3 separate regions of the Mus musculus genome follow, and regions 1 and 3 are each linked to region 2. Evidence: chromatin contacts called from public promoter capture Hi-C data. All regions are on one chromosome and are shown on one strand. Each heading gives the region's core, a stretch centred on a gene start, on an enhancer-like site or on the middle of the called end of the contact. The rest is flanking DNA. Distances are from core to core; before and after follow the strand shown. Region 1 holds the start of Prelid1 (PRELI domain containing 1). Region 2 holds the start of Sncb (synuclein, beta). Region 3 holds the start of Rgs14 (regulator of G-protein signaling 14).

Region 1 (3,120 bases), core at 378-2,877, 560 kb before region 2:
TTCCAAAGCATACAAGATCCATATAATGCACTTCCTCAAATCTCATGCACAAACCGAGGCACACCCCAGTTATCTCCACTTGATGTGACTCCAACAGGGAAGCCACAGCCTCCCTTTCTCGATCAGCATCATTCCTGAAAGCCACCCCCCCCCCCATATGTATGCATGCATGCATGTCACCAACTGACTGCTCTGCGCACAGTACTTGTAACAAGCTTTGAAAAGGGGTGTCAGCCGGGCAGTGGTTGGTGGTGCACGCCTTTAATCCTAGCACTTGGGAGGCAGAGGCAGGTAGATTTCTAAGCTCGAGGACAGCCTGGTCTACAAAATGAGTTCCAGGAGAGCCAGAGTTTCACAGAGAAACCCTGTCTCGGGGAAAAAAAAAAAGAAAAAAAGAACAGGGGTGTCTTTCCCCACCATCTGAGAGCCAAGGGACAGTCCCAGAGAATCTGACCAATCGAAAGGGTAGACCAATCTAAGGGCAGAACTCTAGAGATGCAGCTCATTGGTATTTTAGGCCTGCCTCTGGCCACAGAAGTTCCCACAACTCTCTTGCCTGAAATCTGAAGGGCAACTATTTTGAGGGAGCAAAGGAAGTCTCACCATCAGCCGGGCATGGTTGATGTTCCAGGTGAAGGTGGTCATGGTCTGATTCTGGGGGTCCACAATAGAGTCCTCCAGGATGTACACGGAGTGAGCAACGTTGGCAGGAAACAGTCGCTCTGCCCAACGTGGCATCCTGTTGGTCTTGGTCAGGAGTCTCCGGGACAGTAGCTTCTGGTCGGGGGTCACCTCCCGGTGCACTATGTCTTCGGTTAAGACATGTTTGCTGCAAGAGTTAAAGATGATTCTCAGGAGCCTGCTCTTGACAGCATGTCTACTGGTTCCTATTTAGCGCCTCCAGGTCATGGCTGCCTGCAATCTGTGATCTGTGCCCGGGTTCAGAATTAGAGTACACTGAACCTATCCCCGGGCAAATTCCAACTCCCTCCTCCACCCGACATGGATTCTGTGGCTCTCCAAAGCGAGCAAAATCTCAAGAATTATACCACTAGAGAGCGCCAGCAGCAGGTAAGCAAACCATCCTCAGGATTTCTGGCCCCGAAATACCGCTCAACTCCCGTGCTGCCGCCTCTTCCTGTCCAACCACCTTTGGACTGCAAAATAGAAATCTAGAGCCCAATATAAATCACAAACTAGACAATCTTCTTCGAGGACTTTGGAGGCTTGGACTGATTCTAATCCTATAAGGATTTTGTGCTATAACTGTGGCCACAGTTCCGCAGATAGCCCACATCGGACTCTGTCCAGTCTTTCAAACTCCACTATTGAAGGACAGCCTACGGTGCGATCTCCAGAAGAAGAGAGGAAGGCGACTCGCTCTACCCAACGCCACGTACCTATAGGGATTCGGGTACCGTTGCCAGAAGGCGGCGAACACTTGGTCCCAGGAACTTCGGAGCACGCTCTGGCCCAGGAAATACTTCACCATCGTCCCGACCCGGACGGGCTCAGCACCCGTGCAGCATCAGGGTGAAGAGCCCGGGGGTGGGGGGGACGTGGCTAGGCGCACGCCCGCCAGGCTCGCAGCTCAATCTCCGCAGGACCGCGCCCAGGTCCCTACCGCCGCCATCAGGGGTTATAGGACTGCACGACGCTTCCGGCGCCGGATGCATAGGATCGGCCACTTCCGGCGCCCGCGTCACGTGACCGGGCGTCCCGCCTCTTGGCTTCCAGTCCCAGAGGTGCTGTTTGGAGTTAGCTACGAGGACCCCAGATTCAGTCGGTAACCCCGGCGCAGCGGAGCTTCGGGCGCAGCGGCGGTCGCGCGGGTGAGCACCGCAGGGCTCTGCGGCGCGGTGGAGGGCGCTGTCCGCGTCCCCGCGCCGCGGCTCTGCAAAGGACGGAGCGCCCCGGGCCGAGGCGCCAGGGGCCTGCGAGGTGCGAGGCCCTTGGGGTTGGGGTCTGAGGCTTGGGCTCTGCCTGGGCCGCGCGGACCCTGAAGTGGGTGAGGCGGCCCAGGGAGCATGAGCGGGCAGCGCGTGGACGTTAAGGTGGTTATGCTGGGCAAGGAATACGTGGGCAAGACGAGCCTGGTGGAACGATACGTGCACGACCGCTTCTTGGTGGGGCCCTATCAGAACGTGAGTGCACCCCTGCGGAGCAGGCATGGGAGGAAGGGGTCCGGCCAGTATTCCACACTTATCTCTTCCCTGGTTGTAGACCATCGGGGCTGCTTTCGTGGCCAAGGTGATGTGCGTTGGAGACCGGACGGTGACTCTGGGCATTTGGGTAAGTCCCTTGAGAACAGAGTCTTGTGCAAACCTGTCTCCCGAATTTAATGTCTTGCCTCTTAAACCAGCCAACTGGAGCCTCATAGAGGTCGTTTTTCCTTCCTCACACCCATTTACTCGTCTAAAAAAAGGAGGGGGGGTTGTCTGGAAGATGGGGCCTATTTTGTAGTCTTGTGAAGGAGCTTATTAACTCCTTTCACCCCTCAGGACACAGCAGGTTCCGAGCGCTACGAAGCCATGAGCAGAATCTATTACCGGGGTGCTAAAGCTGCAATTGTCTGTTATGGTAAGGGGTTGAATTCTGGCGTGTTCAAGTAGTAAGGGTTAGGTTACAGGCCAGCATCAGAGGGAAGCCGCTGATCTTTATGTGTCTCTTGCCTTACCCTTACCAAGACCTCACTGACAGCAGCAGCTTTGAGAGAGCCAAGTTCTGGGTTAAGGAGCTGCGCAGTTTAGAAGAGGTAGGTGGCCAGATATCACAAGAGTAGGGACAGAGACTGTATTGGTCTGTGGAGATAATCTCAGCCTTGTCTTCTGCTACAGGGCTGTCAAATCTACCTGTGTGGCACTAAGAGTGACCTGCTGGAGGAAGACAGGCGGCGCCGTCGTGTAGACTTCCATGATGTTCAGGACTATGCCGATAGTAGCTGTTTTTAAGTCTCTGAGGATGGGGGCTTGGGGGCGGGTACTATCTGCCTGAGTGTATTTCAAAGATGGGAATGACAGTCTTGGTTGCTTTCTGGCCTTCTTGAACCTGTGTGGTTCAGGAGACTGAACTGTTAGCTACATTTAGGTGTGCTCCCCAAGTGTGAAGACAGTCACTTCT
Region 2 (3,185 bases), core at 481-2,980:
AGTCACTGGGCCATCTCTCCAGCTGGTCTTCTTGATTGGTTGTTGGTTGAGTCTAAGGTTGCAGAACCCTTTGATAGAAAAGATCAACTATATGTGTATATTTGTATGGAACATGTTTGTATATAATACATATGGTCTGTGATAAACACTTAATAGTGTGCACATATACACTTATATCTAATATATACAAATACTTATATACAATAAACAGATTGCTATGCATAAAACTATATTCTTACATATAACTTGTTAAATATGTAAGTATGTAATATAATTTTCTATGTATCGAAATCAGCTTGCTCAACACCTACAATCTTTGCACCGGCTTCTCACTAACACCATCTTTACTCATTAGTGTGTTGTTGATACGTGGGGTGGGGGCAGGGGAGAGACAGCTCATGGCTCCCAACCACACCATCACACTGTGCCACTGGGTGGATGTGCTATAAGGAAGTAACCAGATCTCTAAGAGGACGTTTAGAGCATTGTCAGTGTTTCCTACAGTGACTGTCCCGGCCCACGTGTAAGTGTGCACACGCAAGAATAGAGATCCGCAGGGTGAGTTCCTGGAAGGGGCACTGCTGATCCAAAAGGAGCATGCATTTATAGTCCTAGGAAACACTGCCAAACTGGCCTTCTTAAAGCCTCTGCCAACTTACAGCCCTACCACAGCCATGAGCATCCCCCCCCCCCCCGTGCCCTACTGTCTGCTGTTGGCACACCTCATCTCTCAAACGCCCAGACCAGCACTTCTGCCACCACTGCCCTCATCTGTGTTATATATCGTTAGCTTAAAACGCTCTTCTGATCTTGTTCCCGAGGGAAAACCTTACCCACCCCACGAGCCCCAAACTAAGTGCCACTTCCTTTTTACTTCTTTCCCTGACTCCCTGAGCTCACAGGGTCCCTTTCATCTGGGATGCCACACCTGCTTGGGTATAATTCTTTTATAGAACTGACTGAGGTCCTGCCGTGCATCTGGAATGCCCTCCCATAACCATAAACCATATGCTCTTGTCTGGGTCTTGAGCAGGTTGCACTGCATCCTGACTGCCCGTCAGCATGGTGGTGCCTCCCAGCCTTTGCCCTTGAGGGTCTGGTTCTGTGGATCTCACCCCCACCTGTCTAGGCCTACCTTGTTGCTTCTCCCGGATCTGTCTATTCCAAGTCGTTTCTTGGAAGAGGCCTTTGCTGTCTACCTACTTTGCCTCAAGTCCATTTCTTACATCAGCATTTCTCTGTCTTCCTATCTACTCTCACAGGCTGAAGTAACCCTGTATGATTCAAGTGTGGATACATTGATTTTGTTTCCTGCCTCTTGTCTCTGCACAGCCATGAGCGCGTCTTCCTGAGATACGAACCCTGCTTTTCTTTAGCACTGTTTCCACCCAACCTGCACCACCCATCCAAGCGGTGCCTAGAAGGGCATTGACTCCCTCCATTGGTTCTACAGAAGAGGAACCTTGCGTTTCAAAAGGTGAGGTAGGTAGTTCAAGATCCCACAGCTACTAACAAACGCAGCTAGGATTGGAATCGCTCTGAACTTCCAAGCCAACCGCATAATTTCTACACCAGTCCTCTCTCGCCGCATTGCCACCTCCCACCATCCTCAAAGACTACTCTTCTCCAGCACTAGGGTCCCCGGCTGCACGTCAGAGGCCCTCCCCTGGAGGCTCGCCTGCTCTGGGGAGATGTCACCCTCCCCGCCCCCTGTCAGTCAGGCGGAGGGGGCGGCGCGGCCACCAGGGGGGAGTGCTGAGCTCAGAGCTGCCGCAGCGCCGGAGCAGGAGCCGGAGCGGAGCCGGAGCGCGCGAGTAGCATCCTTGGTGGCAGAGCACCCAAGGCCAGAGCACTGCTGCACTCCAGCTCAGGAAAGGTGACTCAAGAGCCTGACCACGGCAGGACACCACTGGCCCCGAGTCCATCCATACCCAGCGTAGCCCAGCCCCGCGCATCTGCTCGCAGTAGCAGCCGCTGCCGCCACCACAGCTCCATCCCCCAGCCCGGCCCCGAAACCCAGGTGAGGCTCCGGAAAGAGCACCGAACTGGGGATCCAGGGGGATCTGGGGTAAGATGAGGAGCGGGATGGAGACTGCCCTGGGAGAAACGTGGGCACAGAAAAGGAAAGCGCTAAGCGGGCGCGGGCAGGTGCACTGCAGGATGCGCGTCTGTCCTCTCTGATTGCTACAGTCTGGGTGGACGTGCGGACGTGCGTCCGTGCCCGTGTGCCGGAGTGTCCATGCGCTTCTAAACGCCCCGTGTTCTGTGTGTGTGCACGTGAGCATGTCCATGGTGTGTGTTTGTATGCAGACCGTGTGACTGTTGTGTGTACAGACAGGCCCCGGTGTTCGCGCCGAGCCTAGCTTCCGGTTCTGCGGGCCTGCAGGTTGCAGATCTCCGGATAACTGAGGTGCTGGCCCCTCCCCGCATCCCGGGGTTTCAAGGACGCTAGGACTCGCCGCAGCATAGCTCTGAGGCCTAGACCTGGGAAGTAGAGAGGGTAGGAGGGGGCTCCCGGCCCAGAAGCGCGCCAAGTCTGAGGAAGGGAGGGAGGGGGCACCAGGTCCCCTGGGAGGGCCCGAGTGAGGGTGCAGAGCCAGCGCCCCGGCACTTGTGTGTTCGCCCTCCCCAGGCCGCCAGGATGGACGTGTTCATGAAGGGCCTGTCCATGGCCAAGGAGGGCGTTGTGGCTGCAGCTGAGAAAACCAAGCAGGGGGTCACCGAGGCAGCAGAGAAGACCAAGGAAGGCGTCCTCTATGTCGGTGGGCAAGGGGCTGCAGGGCTGGGTATCTCCTGAGGGTACCAGAAAGGGTCCTCAGAGTGATTGAGGGGTCTGGGCATGAGAATATGAGTCAGCAGATGGGCGAGGTCAGTAGGGGTCACTGGGGACACAGCCAGTCCATGGAATTGGGAGGTGGGGATGGGATGGGAGCTGGTGGAGATGATGTTCAAATGAAAAACCAGGGACCAAGGTGTTGAGCTCTCCAGAGTTTCCTTTTTCTTACCCCGTCATCACTATTAATAGTGACCTGGTGGGGAACCTTTACCTGAGGCCAAGAGCAATGAAATGCTATAGCATCTAACATTCCTGGGCTAGTCTACAGATCAGCGACTCTGGGGCCCTCTGTTAACCACTCTGCCCAAGGTCACACAGCTGGTAAAGCCAGAAGCCCGGGTATAAATCC
Region 3 (3,102 bases), core at 99-2,598, 600 kb before region 2:
ACATGAGAACTAACCTTGGGAACTGGAAGGCAGAGGTGGGAACTGTTTAATGAGATAGAAGATTCTTAAAGAGGGGATGAAAGTACAGGGGTTATCAGGATAACCCTTCCGTAGCCTTTACAATGCTCAAGTGTCTCATATTCATTATGGCACTCAGCAAACAGGACATTGATCAGTTTCTATTTCATTTTACTGATGACGAAACAGGACAGGATCTTTCTTGGGAAAAGACAGCAGAGCTAGAACTGGATCCCAGGTCTCTCTCTCTGGATCCCAGGTTATTCTGGACCCACTGGCTTTATCCCATGGTTCTAGGCTGGGGCCTTAAGATAGAGGTTACCAGGACACTGTTTGGTCCCCCTGGAGTGATCCTGCTAGGTGAGCCAGGTCCCTAAGGAGAAAAGGGAGGCTCAACACAGCCTGTCCTATTTGGTGAATGAAAGAAGAGCCAGAAACTTGGAGACAACTCTAGTCAGGAGTTAAACAGCCTGGAGAAGGTCTAATGGGTTAGGGCTGCAACCAGGGCATCCTATACTAAGTTGCACGCACACACACACACACACACACACACACACATACACACACACACACCCTTCCTGGAAGCTAGGAATAGACCAGACAGAGCTGATCTTCCTGTCCTGCCCTTACTGACCCGTCCTGGGCTGCCCAAAGAACACTAGTTCTGGCAGGCTGCCTCTGGAGCAGGTTGATGCAGTGATCCAGCAAGGGCTGCTCTTAAAACCTTATCTTGGGCACTTAGAGCGTGAGATGAAGAGAGGAGGGCTGAGGGCCTGAGACATAGGGCTTGAGAAGTTTTAGAAGTGACCACTGGATCTCCAGGCTACTCTGTAATCAACTTCAGTAATCCCAGTAGCGGATGAGGGAGCAGCGAGTCCAACCTGCATGTGGAACCAGAGACCTAAGTCTGCTGTGTTCTGGACTAATCCCTGGGGTTGCACCAGACTCCTAGCAGGGCATCTGGAAGGGTCCTAGGGTGACAGCACCAGGTCCCAATGCCAGCAGCTGTCTGTACCCAACTTCTCCAGCCTGCTCCTCTGCAACCCTGCTGGGTGTGCCTCCTGGACTCCACCCTGGGTGTGCCCACCCCCCTCCCTGTGGCTCTGGCTCAGAGCCCACACTCACCATGCGCCCGTTGGGGACACCCAAGTGCTTGGGCTTCCCTGGCATACCGCCGTTGATCACAGGTCCCCTCCACGGGGGGCCACCCACCACAAGGATCGCGGAAGCACTCTCTTGGGGTGGCAAGCAGGCAGTGGAGAGAGAGAGCTCTGCTCCTCCGGGCCCTTACATCCTGAAACACCAGCTCACTACCTCTTTTCTCTGCCACAGGAAGTGTCTCTATAGAAACCAAACCACAGAAAGAAGCAAGGTCTAAGAGAGCGAATGTCTCTTCCTACTCTCATACACACACACACACACACACACACACACACACACACACACGTTCATGCACACACACATGCCGCCAACGCACCCTCGGTTGCACACCATGCAAGCACCAACAGCCAGCAGGAGCCTCCTTTTGCCCAGCGAGGTACCTGGAGTGTTCAATCTGAAGGCTCCAAGGATGTGTCAGCATGCTGAAGTGCATGCTCATACAACTAGACACTTGTGGAGCAGACAGTCTGGGGGGGGGTTCCATGGACATGGGGCATGTGTTCCGAGTCCTAGGCATCCACAAAAGTGCATTGTTCACTACTCATTTACCTTCTATGTCCCAGGCTTATGCATGCTTAGCAACCCTAGCTCAGGCAGTTTGCATGCGGAGACTGCTGCCCCTAGGCTGTCATCTGATAGCCAGGTGAGCAAAGAGGTAATCACATCACCTGTGTGACCATGCATGTGGGCATGCTGTGTCACGAGGGCACCTGAATCTTCAGGCATACACACTCGAATCTGGGCAGGGTAGCACATGTATGTAATGCCAGCCCTTGTGAGGCAGAGGCAGGAATAACAGTTTGAGGTCAGACTTAGTTACAGGAAACTCAATCTGGATCTATACTATGTCTGTATCTATATCTAAATGTAAACAAAATAAGATAGATAGTGTATAGTGCCTTGGATGGGTGCATATGATAGGCATGCCTATGTATAGTCAGACACCCCAGGGGCTGGGTATGCACACATGCACTGAAGGGTAGGAGAATGGATTGGGTATATCCATACCAAAGAGGTAAAGTAAGCCATACTCAGTAGAAAGCCCACCTCTGTGCAGAACTGTCTTAGCTCAGACTCCAAAAAGCAGGTGGAGCTCTTTGAGTGCAAGGCCAGCCTCATTTACATATCAGCCAGGACTACATAACGATACCTGGTCAACAAACAAACAAACAAAGGAAAACAAACCGGGCTGTAGAGATGGCTCAGTGGTTAAGAGCACTGGCTACTCTTCCAGAGTTCCATTCCTGGTCACCACATGGTAGTTCACAACTGCTCCTGACTTCAGTTCCAGAGGACCAGATGCCCTCTTCTGGCCTCTGAGGGTACCAGGTATGCAGATGGTATACAGACACCCAGGCAGGCAAAACGGTCATACACATAAAAATAGTTTTTAAATTATTAAGAAAAAAAAATGCCATGTGCTGGGTGGCCGGGACAACAGACGCTCAGTTCTCACCATTCCGGAGGTGGCACGTCCAGGCTCAAGCCCTGACACACTTGTGCTCTGACGAGTCATGGCTTGCAGACGGCCATCTTTTTGCTGTGCCCACGTGTCAGAAAGCAGAGAGATAGGGAGCATACTGTCTCCTGTCCTGTTTTATAAAGGACACTTGTCTCATCATATCCGGTCCCTCTCCTGCGTGATATACTTTCCGACCAAAGGCTCCACCTCCAACATTTCTGAATATTAATAAAATGAGTGGTTAGCCTTTCAATATGTGTAAAGGGAAGCATTCTTTGAAAAAGTTTGTTCCTGGGCTGGAGAGATGGCTAAGTGGTTAAGAGCACTGACTGCTCTTCCAGAGGTCCTGAGTTCAATTTCTAGCAACCACATGGTGGCTCACAACCATCAGTAATGGTGTCTGATGCCCTCTTCTGGTGTGTCTGAAGACAACAATGGTGATGCACTCATATGCATAAAAT

The links. Promoter capture Hi-C pulls out the DNA fragments that hold promoters and counts their contacts. Capture Hi-C pulls out chosen DNA fragments and counts their contacts.
Region 1: a promoter capture Hi-C map of pancreatic islet shows a contact between it and region 2. The contact joins the promoter of Prelid1 here to the promoter of Sncb in region 2. A contact is called at or near these places in 3 of 39 promoter capture datasets (cranial neural crest, frontonasal cranial neural crest and hippocampal neurons), 3 of 115 datasets of contacts at active chromatin or transcription factors (astrocytes, embryonic forebrain and forebrain) and 1 of 9 other capture datasets (pancreatic islet).
Region 3: a contact with region 2 is called in a promoter capture Hi-C map of hippocampal neurons, with 3 times the contacts expected there. The contact joins the promoter of Rgs14 here to the promoter of Sncb in region 2. A contact is called at or near these places in 4 of 39 promoter capture datasets (cranial neural crest, hippocampal neurons, pre-B cells and 1 more) and 1 of 115 datasets of contacts at active chromatin or transcription factors (pancreatic cancer cells).

Annotation. Positions count from the first base shown.
Region 1 is chr13:55,320,562-55,323,681 of GRCm38.p6, reverse strand. It overlaps Prelid1 (PRELI domain containing 1), which reads right to left and starts at 1,627. Exons shown (of 5, transcript NM_025596.5): 1 at 1,401-1,627; 2 at 604-829. The coding sequence starts at 1,492. Rab24 (RAB24, member RAS oncogene family) reads left to right here and starts at 1,702. Exons shown (of 8, transcript NM_009000.3): 1 at 1,702-2,144; 2 at 2,224-2,292; 3 at 2,502-2,580; 4 at 2,688-2,755; 5 at 2,838-2,937. The coding sequence starts at 2,028.
Region 2 is chr13:54,765,140-54,768,324 of GRCm38.p6, reverse strand. Sncb (synuclein, beta) reads left to right here and starts at 1,730. Exons shown (of 6, transcript NM_033610.3): 1 at 1,730-2,020; 2 at 2,633-2,762. The coding sequence starts at 2,642.
Region 3 is chr13:55,367,978-55,371,079 of GRCm38.p6, reverse strand. It overlaps Rgs14 (regulator of G-protein signaling 14), which reads right to left and starts at 1,348. Exons shown (of 15, transcript NM_016758.3): 1 at 1,144-1,348. The coding sequence starts at 1,188.